2 separate regions of the Ovis aries genome follow, and region 2 is linked to region 1. A link is a contact called in public Hi-C data. All regions are on one chromosome and are shown on one strand. The core of a region is the stretch at or near the end of the contact, and the rest is flanking DNA. Distances in the headings are between cores, read along the strand shown.

What was found. Hi-C and Micro-C count contacts between places; a contact is called where the count stands out from the background.
Region 2: a Hi-C map of liver shows a contact between it and region 1, with 5 times the contacts expected there. The contact joins two enhancer-like sites. A contact is called at or near these places in 4 of 16 Hi-C or Micro-C datasets (blood, liver, skin fibroblasts and 1 more).

What each region holds. Positions count from the first base shown.
Region 1 is chr10:18,842,359-18,847,062 of ARS-UI_Ramb_v3.0, reverse strand. No RefSeq gene overlaps it. Among named protein-coding and RNA genes, the nearest start is that of TRNAC-GCA, 21 kb to the right of the region's middle. Within about 2 kb of position 1,407, at least 27 of the 54 cell types and tissues checked have an H3K27ac peak or open chromatin away from gene starts, as enhancers often do. A contact at or near this core is called in liver, where this site is marked.
Region 2 is chr10:19,119,503-19,124,168 of ARS-UI_Ramb_v3.0, reverse strand. All of the region lies in intron 3 of FNDC3A (fibronectin type III domain containing 3A), which reads right to left. Among named protein-coding and RNA genes, the nearest start is that of FNDC3A, 61 kb to the right of the region's middle. Within about 2 kb of position 1,253, at least 21 of the 54 cell types and tissues checked have an H3K27ac peak or open chromatin away from gene starts, as enhancers often do. A contact at or near this core is called in liver, where this site is marked.

The DNA of each region.
Region 1 (4,704 bases), core at 158-2,657:
TTGGATCTAGTTTCTAAAGGGCCTCGTATGCCCTCCTAATACACTTGAACTTCATTTTTTGAGCAGTGAAGAATCAATGGAGTTTTTAAATTAGGAAGTGACAAGATCAGTTTTGATTCTGCCTGAACAAATTACTTTCAGGGAGCAATCTCTGCCCACATAATATTCTCATTGCTCTTTGCCCACTGCAGCTATGTCCCCCTTCATCAAGTCATTCATTCGTTATTTCCCCCACAACAAATGTTTACTGCTTGTTTATGAACAACGTACTGTGTAAGGGGCATGAAGAACAAACAGGAGTGAAAGACGCTCCTTGCTCTAAATGAGCTTTCCTAACCCAGAGTTCAAATTTAGCAACATAAAGGGTGACCACACAAGCCACGTGAGCAAAATTCTGCACTGGGGTCTCTGGCTCCTGTGACCCTTTCTCTCCATCAACACATCCACTCTGGTTCCACATACGAAATTCTCTTAAGTTCGCTTCAGAGTTTCACAACCTTCTCTTCCAAAAGAAACCATCATTGTTTCATCATTGCTATCACCATCCTCAACGTCATCATACCATCCTCACAAAACAGCAGAAAGTTAGCATTTATCTAACACTTTACAGTTTACAAATCTCTTCAGTATACATTACCTCATTTAACCCTGACAAGAACCCTATGAAGTATTGCTATCATCACCTTATAAATGAAAAACCAAACCCAAACTAAGCATGAGGTCATGAGAAATGGCAGCCCGTCTAAAATCACATACTCAGAAGGGCCTGAAATCCAGGTCAGGGGAACAGAGAGAAGTAAGAAATGACCCTCACTGCACTTGCAGATTTTCTAGCTTCTGGTTTTCCACTTTGTTTCTCCCTCAGGACAACAAATATTTTCTGAGCATCTATGATGTTTCAGCCACAGTCTTGGGGCTGCAGAGTGAACGGCAAAAGAAAACACACAGGGTCTCTGCGTTCTTGGAACCTAGCAGCGCTTATAGTCTGGCTTTGGGGGAGGGGGATGGGGAAGCGGGGGGAGCTTTCCCTTTTGCTGCCACTCCTGACCAACTGGTGAGGGAGGGCTTTCTCCCAATTGGTCCAAGGACAGAACGGGCAGCTGGTCACTATTTCTCCACCTCTGCAGCGGCCCCCTCCTTAGCCAGTGTGTTTGTTTTCCTCCGGATTAAGCACAAACGTGCTGGATCCTGCCGTTTCTGCCCTCTCTCGCTGGCAGCGGACTCTAAGGTGTTCTAACAGTCAGAGCTCCTCAGAAAGTCTATGCTACTGGTCTCTTTCCTCACCACACCTTCCTTTCTGTGGCCTGAGCTGCTGGGGTCTTGGTCGCCTCTCAGGGCTGGCTATTGCGCAGCCAAGGGGCGGGGCTCGGTCCTCAAGGGGTGGGGCTCGGTCACCAAGGGGCGGGGCTCGGTCACCAAGGGGTGGAGTTCACAGCGAAAGCGCCTTCGTCACCAGGCTTATTATTCTGCACTGGGAGCCCAGCCTGAAAGCATTTTGCAATTTTTTCCCGAGCTTTCTGGTCAGCAAGCCTAGTTCTCTGAGCTAATGGCCATTTCTGACCCTGCCTTCTCTTGCTCGTTAGTGCCTGTTCTGCTGCTCTTCCTCCAGGGCTGGTACCCTAGCTGGAGGCACCCAGTAAACAATTCCTTATCACTAACATTCCCCCAGCCCCCCTGGAGATGTCTGCAGGTGACAGCGTAGCCTTCTGATTCCAGCCTGCGGGAGGCTTACTCTGCTATGCAGAGTAGTCTGCTATGCAGATTCTATCTAAAATGGGAAAAAAGAATTTCTAACCACGGACTAGACGTTTGATCTGAAGGATGAAGTTAACGTGGCCAACCAGGCCTGATTTACCAGACTGTCATAGGTCTGGCCTGGGGACCTTAAGTGACAATAGCAGAGAGGATCTGTGGCTAACAGGGAATCTGCGGATAGTCTCCCTTGTTGTCATTCAGTCGCAAAGGGTCGTATCCAACCCTTTGCGACCCCATGGACTGCAGGACGCCAGGCTTCCCTGTCCTTCACTGTCACCGAGTCTGCTCAGACTCATGTCCATTGATGCCATCCAACCATCTCATCCTCTGTCGCCGTCTTCTCCTCTTGCCTTCAACCTTTCCCAGCATCAAGGTCTTTTCCAATGAGACGCCTCTTCGCATCGGTGGTTCTCAAAGTCATCACAGCTCACATTTTCTCACTTTCTGTTTGATCCATTTACTGACCCGGGTGACAATGGAAGCTGGGAACTGAGAACTCAACTGTTTGGCACTGGACAGTTCCTTACAGGGGAGGTGACACGGGTGTTCGTGGGGTTCAGACCATGCCTTGGTCTAGCTCTGTACCAAAGAGTCCCTCTCTCCACCCATGCATGGCCTCTGCCAGTGGGGCTAACCTGTGGGGAGCATCCGAAAATTCTCCATCCCTAAATCCTAAAAGCATGATCTTCCCCTGGGGCAGGTGTGGGGAGTGGGAAGTGAGCTGCTCTCAACAGAAATAAAGGGATTTCAGATATTGGAAGTGAGATGGAAGCAGGCAGAGAGGAGCCTAACTTCTTGTCTGGAAAATGAACATGGCCAAGAGGTGAAATTCAGCAAGAGGGGTGGAAGAAAGGGATGGTCGTATGTGTTTCTTTTTTAAAAAAATGAAAATAACAAGATTTCCAATTATCATTACAAACTCACTGTGGAAAATTTGGAAAATAAAAAAAAAGAACTGCAAAGAAAATACTCATAATGTGGCTACCCACTCCAGTGCTCTTGCTTGGAGAGTTCCGTGGACAGAGGAGCCTGGCAGTCTATAGTCTATGGGGTCATGAGGAGTCAGACACAACTGAGCCACTTTCACTTTTTACTTTCATAAGGAAAATGGGGCTTCCTAGGCGGTGTGAGTGGTAAAGAACCCGCCTGCCAAAGCAGGAGATTTAAGAGATGCAGGTTCAATCCCTAGGTTGGGAAGATTCCCTGCAGAGGAGCATGGCGGCCCACTCCAGGCAATATTCTTGCCTGGAGAATCTGATGGACAGAGGAGCCTGATGGGTTATAGTCCATTGAGTCGAAAAGAATCAGACATGACTGAAGTTACTTAGCACAGTCCTATGTAATATTTTGAAATGTTGCTTTTGACTTTTTTCTCAGTCCCTAAATACTGTCCCTGATGGGCCAGTGATTAGGACTCCACCCTTCCACTGCCGGGGGCCTAGGTTTGATATCTGGTTGCCCCTGGGAAAGGAAATGGCAGCCCACTCCAGTACTCTTACCTGGAGAATCCCATGGACAGAGGAGCCTGGTAGGCTACAGTCCATGGGGGTCTCAAAGAGTTGGACACAACTGAGCAACTTCTCTTCACTTTGGGGAACTAAGATCCCATAAGCTGATTGCTGTGGTCAAAAAAAAAAAAAAAAAAAAGAAAGAAAGAACAGAAAGAATTCATCATAAATACACAAATTAAATTCCTCTCCTGCTTTTGAATATGCAAAATATTTTCAACTTTATGATGATAAGTAACTTGGTGATGAACATCTTTGTTCCCAAATATTTCTCTCAATTATTTCATCACGGTGCCTTTCCTCATGACAGAGAATGAAAACATCCCAAGGGGAAATGAGAGTGGGTCTTTCAGGAAGTTGGATGGTAGGGAGACCCCCTGGGAGGGGGGCAGAAATGTCAGAGTTCACAGAGATCTAGAGCTTGCGTGCACGTCCGTCTCTTGGGTGCTTATACTACTGCAGTTTCAGACTACATTCTTTTCGCTTTAGCTTGATTTTATTTGGCAATTGGCCAAAGTCTTCATTGTCCGGAGTACTATTGTGTGCATTGATAAGCTCCCCAGGCTGCCCAACCCTTTTCTATCAGGGAGAGGCGGGAAGATAAAATTGACATTTCCCACTCCTGGTACTTAGGCTCCAGGATGTGGTTTGGAAGGTGCCAATCACAGGTAGAGGACTTCCCTGGTGGCTCAGTTGGTAAAGAGTCTGCCTGTAATGTGGGAGACCAGGGTTCAATCCCTGGGTTGGGAAGATCCCCTGGAGAAGGAAATGGCAACCTACTCTAGTACTCTTGCCTGGAAGATCCCATGGACGGAGGAGCCTGGTAGGCTACAGTCCATGGGGTTGCAAAGAGTCAGACATGACTGAGCAACTTCACTTAATCATAGGTAGAACAGAGTTTGGAACCTAATCAGGAGGCAGAGGGGGGAAAAAAGGAGGAAGCAGGCATTCATTTTGCATTACAAATAAGACTCAAGTTCCTTCTGCCTCTCCTCCCTGCTCCCCCCCCACACACACACCCCAACCCCCCACCCCCCCACCCCCTCACCCCCCCACCGCCCCCCTCAGCCCCGCCATCCTGTTTTCCTCCCTACCCCAACCCAGAGGGAACCAATGCTATCAGATTGCTGTGCCCCTGGGTTGGGGAAGATCCCCTGGAGGAGGAAATGGCCACCTACTCCAGTATTCTTGCCTGGAGAATCCCACGGACAGAGGAGGCTGGGGGGCTACAGTCCATGGGGTCACAAAGAGTCGGACACGACTGAGTGACTGAGCACACACATACATACATTCTATTTCTGTTTTGATTCCCCCGTTTTTTTATTATGATAAAATACATGTATCATAAAATTCACCATTTTTAAGTGTTCTGATCAACAGTATTAAACACCTTCATAATGTGCCTCCATCACCACCATCCATCTCCAGAACGCTTTCCTTC
Region 2 (4,666 bases), core at 4-2,503, 280 kb before region 1:
TGAAGTAATCTTTTCACTTTAGCAAGTGAATTTTCTTACCCTGAGGGAAAATGGTACAAGGTTAGATTTTTTTTCTTTAAAACCAAACCAAACCAAACCACACACTTCATGTATAGCATTATTTAATATCTAAAATACTGGTGTGAAGTAACATGCAACACAACCTATAAAACTCCCATTGTATAAACAAAATAAATACAGGTATTTATTTTGTTGCTTAGAACTACAATATTTACAGCACCATTTCTGTTGCTATTCCTGTCTATAGTAGCAAAACTCCAAAACCTCGCATACTTGATGATGCAGAAGTTCCATCACCTCCTTAGTTCCAACAATATTTTTAAATTTAGGAGGTACGAAAAGATTAACTACAAACTCTTGATTGAGGGCAGTGATGGAGCTCCTGTCTCAGTGAAGAAAGCTAAGTCTGTTACAGACTGTACCATTAAGCACATCTGGCAGGAGAGTAGCTGTATCTGAACCACTGTAGATCCACCAGCTAACTCCTTAATAATATATACGATTTGAGCAAAATCTACCACAAATCATATACCTAGATTTTTAAGGGCATATTTCCTTTTCTAAAATCTTGCATAAGAGTAAACAGCTCTATTTACCAATTGCCTTAAGAAATCTGAGAAGCCTAAATTCCTTAAAAATTGCCATCAATGATTCAGTAAAGACGGTATTTCATCTAGTAAAATGTCAACTCTTTTTAAATTTTTTCTTTATTAGCAGATATGAGCAGACATCTGATTAAAAAACAAAACAAAACGAGAGATCTGTCTGGGTTCAAATTCGTAACAGGCAACGGGCTGCTGACGTGCCACACATTCTCCTTACAAGCAAGCTTTCACAATGGCTTCCAAATAATCTGATGCCAGTTTGCAGATTTTAGTTGTAAAAAGAAAATCCTAGTAAAGGCTCTGGAAAGGAATATTCTGTGGAATATAAAATCAACCCAACTCTAAACAGAGTCTAATCTTTTTATAACTACATGGCCACAATGTAAAATTTTTACAGCGACAGATCTGGCATCTATTGAAAAAACACACGGCATGACTTTAGAGTAATACAATACTTGCTACGTTTTAAAATAAAAGCAGAATGTTCAAAACCAGTCAATCTTACCACTCATTTTGTTTTTACAGTAGCAGAGAACAAGAAAATCCAACAAGGAAACAGCGTAGTACACGTTAGCAGCTTTAATTGGAGAACCGCGGTTGCTGCCTTTTTTTTTTTTTTTAAGCAAAGCTACGAGGAAAAGATCCTTTGACCGAGTCACGTGATACTAACCACGTGACCTGCAGTGACCCGCGGAAAGGGAAGGGGAAAAAAAAGCAAGCGTTCCTGCTGGCAGTGTTTGGCGTACAGTAAATGATTAAAAGATTTCTACTGATTCTGCCCTGGATTTGAAAATTTTCAGACTCCTTTATGAACCAGCTCAAAAGCTCATCAAGATATTCATGGAAACATAGATATCTGATATAAAAAAACTCCCTTTGGGGTTAGGGTTTGTTCTCATTTTCCTCTGATAACTAATAGGCCTGTGTGCTAAATCGCTTCAGCCATGTCCGACTCTGCGACCCTATGGATTGCAGCCTGTTCTGCTCCTCTGTCCATGGGATTCTAAAGGCAAGAATACTGGAGTGGGTCGCCACGTCCTTCTCCCAGGGATCCTCCCGACCCAGGGATCGAACTAGCGTCTCATTAGTCTACCTGCATTGGCAGATGGGTTCTTTACCATTAGAGCCACCTGGGAAGCCCTACATACTATCTACTAATTCAAATTTTATTACCCCAGCCGGCTGCTTTTCATTTATAAATTTTAGGACACATATAACACTAATTTAGAAGCCTCACTCTGAAATGTCCTTGTGTAACTTGATGCACTCTCCATACTCATCCCTTAAAATTCTTTTGTGTATTGTGGGCAACCCTTAAGGAAAGCCCACAGTACACAAAAGAATTATCTACAGAATACAGGCTTCATCAACTTGTTCTTTAAGCATGGGATTTCTATTTCAGACAGGCATTTAACATCTCAAGTTAATAAACACTACCTTTTTTTTTGTATTATTACTGGTTTTACTTTCTTTTCATCTGATTTTTTCTTGTTTCTAAAGGTTTAACCTGGACACTAATACAGATACTGGGTAGATGGTATTCTCACTCATGCTCATGAAATCTGAAAAGACAGGTCATGATTGGGGCTTAAAGTACTTTACTCAAGCAGGTGTAGAGACCAGGAAGAAGACTAAATGTTCAGTTATAAGAGAGGGTAATAAGACTGTAAGAACTTTGGAGGGCTTTTCATTACTTTATGGTGCTGTGTAGTTAAGGACATTTATTTATAGCTAATACAAATATACAGGTAATGATAATGAATGTGATTTGTAATAAATTGAGCAGTGGAAAGAAAGTGCATTTTCGTATTAAAAGATGTAAGTTTTAACAACAGCATCAATATTTATTAGCAAGGCAATTTACTGCTCTTCTGTGACTCAGTTTCCTTCTATAAAATGGTTAAAACAATCAACTTCATAGCATTGTTGTGAGAATCAAACTAGATAAATTTAAAGTACCAAGTACACTGGCTGCCACCACTCAATAAATGATAGTTATTATTATAAGAATGGTCACTATGGGGCTTCCCACGTGGCTCAGTGATAAAAAATCTGCCTGCCAATGCAGGAGACAAATGAGACATGGGTTCAATCCCTGGGTCAGGAAGACACCCTGAAGTAGGAAATGGCAACCTGCTCCAGTATTCTTGCCTGGAAAATTCCATGGACAGAGGAGCCTGACGGGCTACAATCCACAGGGTCACAGTCAAACATGACTGCGCACGCACACACACACACACACACACACACACACACACATATCTGAGAAAGTAATGGACAGGGTACTATTCAATGTTTTACATGTGTTAACTCAATCCTCGAAATAACTGAAATAGGCATCGCTTATAGGTAAGGGAATTGAAGCAGAATGCAATAAAGTAACTTGCCAAGAGCACACAATGAGGCAAAGCCAGGATTATTTTAACAATAAGGCAATATTTTAAACATATATAAACCATGTTCAAAGACTTGGTCTTCCAAAAAGCTGGAGAAGAACTGGCAAGGGATAACCTGGAGGTTTCAATAAATACATGCCAGACATTTCAGAGGAGATAAGACACTGAAGTATCATTCTCACTAGTGAGGAAGGGTAATTGTTACCTTCTAAGTCTCACTAAAAGGCAAAGCTGCCCTGAGGAGCATAGCTTAATACCTAAAAGTCTCCTGGTCTCAACAGAATCTTCTCATAAATGTTGGATTCAGGCTCCCAGTAAATCCAACCATGCCTCTGATCTTTAGCCCCTAAACAAAAAGCAAGTCCCAGCAGCCCACTTCCTCATTTTGGCTCATGTTCTCACACAGCTGTGTTTCCATTTCTTGACTTTCTTTAACGGATGATCTTCTCATTTCTTCCCATTGTGCTCACTGGAACATTTTCCTTGTTATAAATTCCCCTAGATCCTCAACCTTTTCACAGAACACCTGCTGATGGGCTTTCTTTAAATGAAACCCAGCTCGCCTCCAGGACAGCTCTTCCAATAGCTGCTGGGAGCAGCAGCTTCTCATTCTCTCCTGAGGCAGGCTCCAGACACCCGAAGGGCTGCTTCTCAGCGCCACTACTGTTGCTGTTTCATGCTTCAGCTTCTTGTTCCTCGAGATCACGCCATAGTAATGCATGGTGATACAGCACCCTCTGCCCCTTCTCACTGCCATCATTTATTGAGAGCTTCAGCACCATGTTCACAGTGTTTTTCCCAGCTCTTGCCTATCAGCAAGACGACTTCCGTGTCCAAGAAAACCTAACATACCTTTCTTGAACTCTTCTATTGTTTTTAGTAAAGCATGTTCAGTGATATATCTTAGAATTTATCACTCAGAATTCCACTACAGAATCTCGTCTTTGAAATGTTAAAGCTCTCATGTTTAAATCTCCGGTCACTGTATCTAGCATCTCACTAGTTCTTTCTTCTGCGACATTAGGTCTTCCTCATAGTGATCTCCTGTTTCTCCTGATCCACCTGTGTCTTCATAGCCTGATCTTTTTTCCCATCCATGTCTTCCTTTTACCTTGCCTTCACTAAAAATACCAATTCTAACAAATCAGATTTAATTATCTTCTCATAGACCTGAACTGTAGAAATCAAATGTTATGTGGATTGGCATGTTTATGAATTTAATTATATCCAACCTTAACTCAGCCATGAGCACCGCCCAGGAATCCTTTCAGGAATTTATTCCTGGATAATAAACTTATATCCTGTTTTCTACAGGGATTATCAGAGATCCCCACCACTCTTTAAGGATATCCCCCAATTCAACCTCAACTACGTATCTCAGCATAAAATTGAACTCTTTCAATGTTGTTTACAAACTCTTCTCTTTTCAGAAGAATCATTGTCCTTTCACACTGGATTAAAGCTATCTCCCCCCCTTTCTAGTCTTGAGCTGATCTCTACTTCCTCCTCTACTGGGGTCTGCTTCAGTTCAGTTCAGTTCAGTCGCTCAGTAGTGTCCAACTCTTTGCGACCCCATGAACTGCAGCACACCAGGCCTCCCTGTCCATCACCAACTCCCGGAGTCTACCCAAACTCATGTCCATT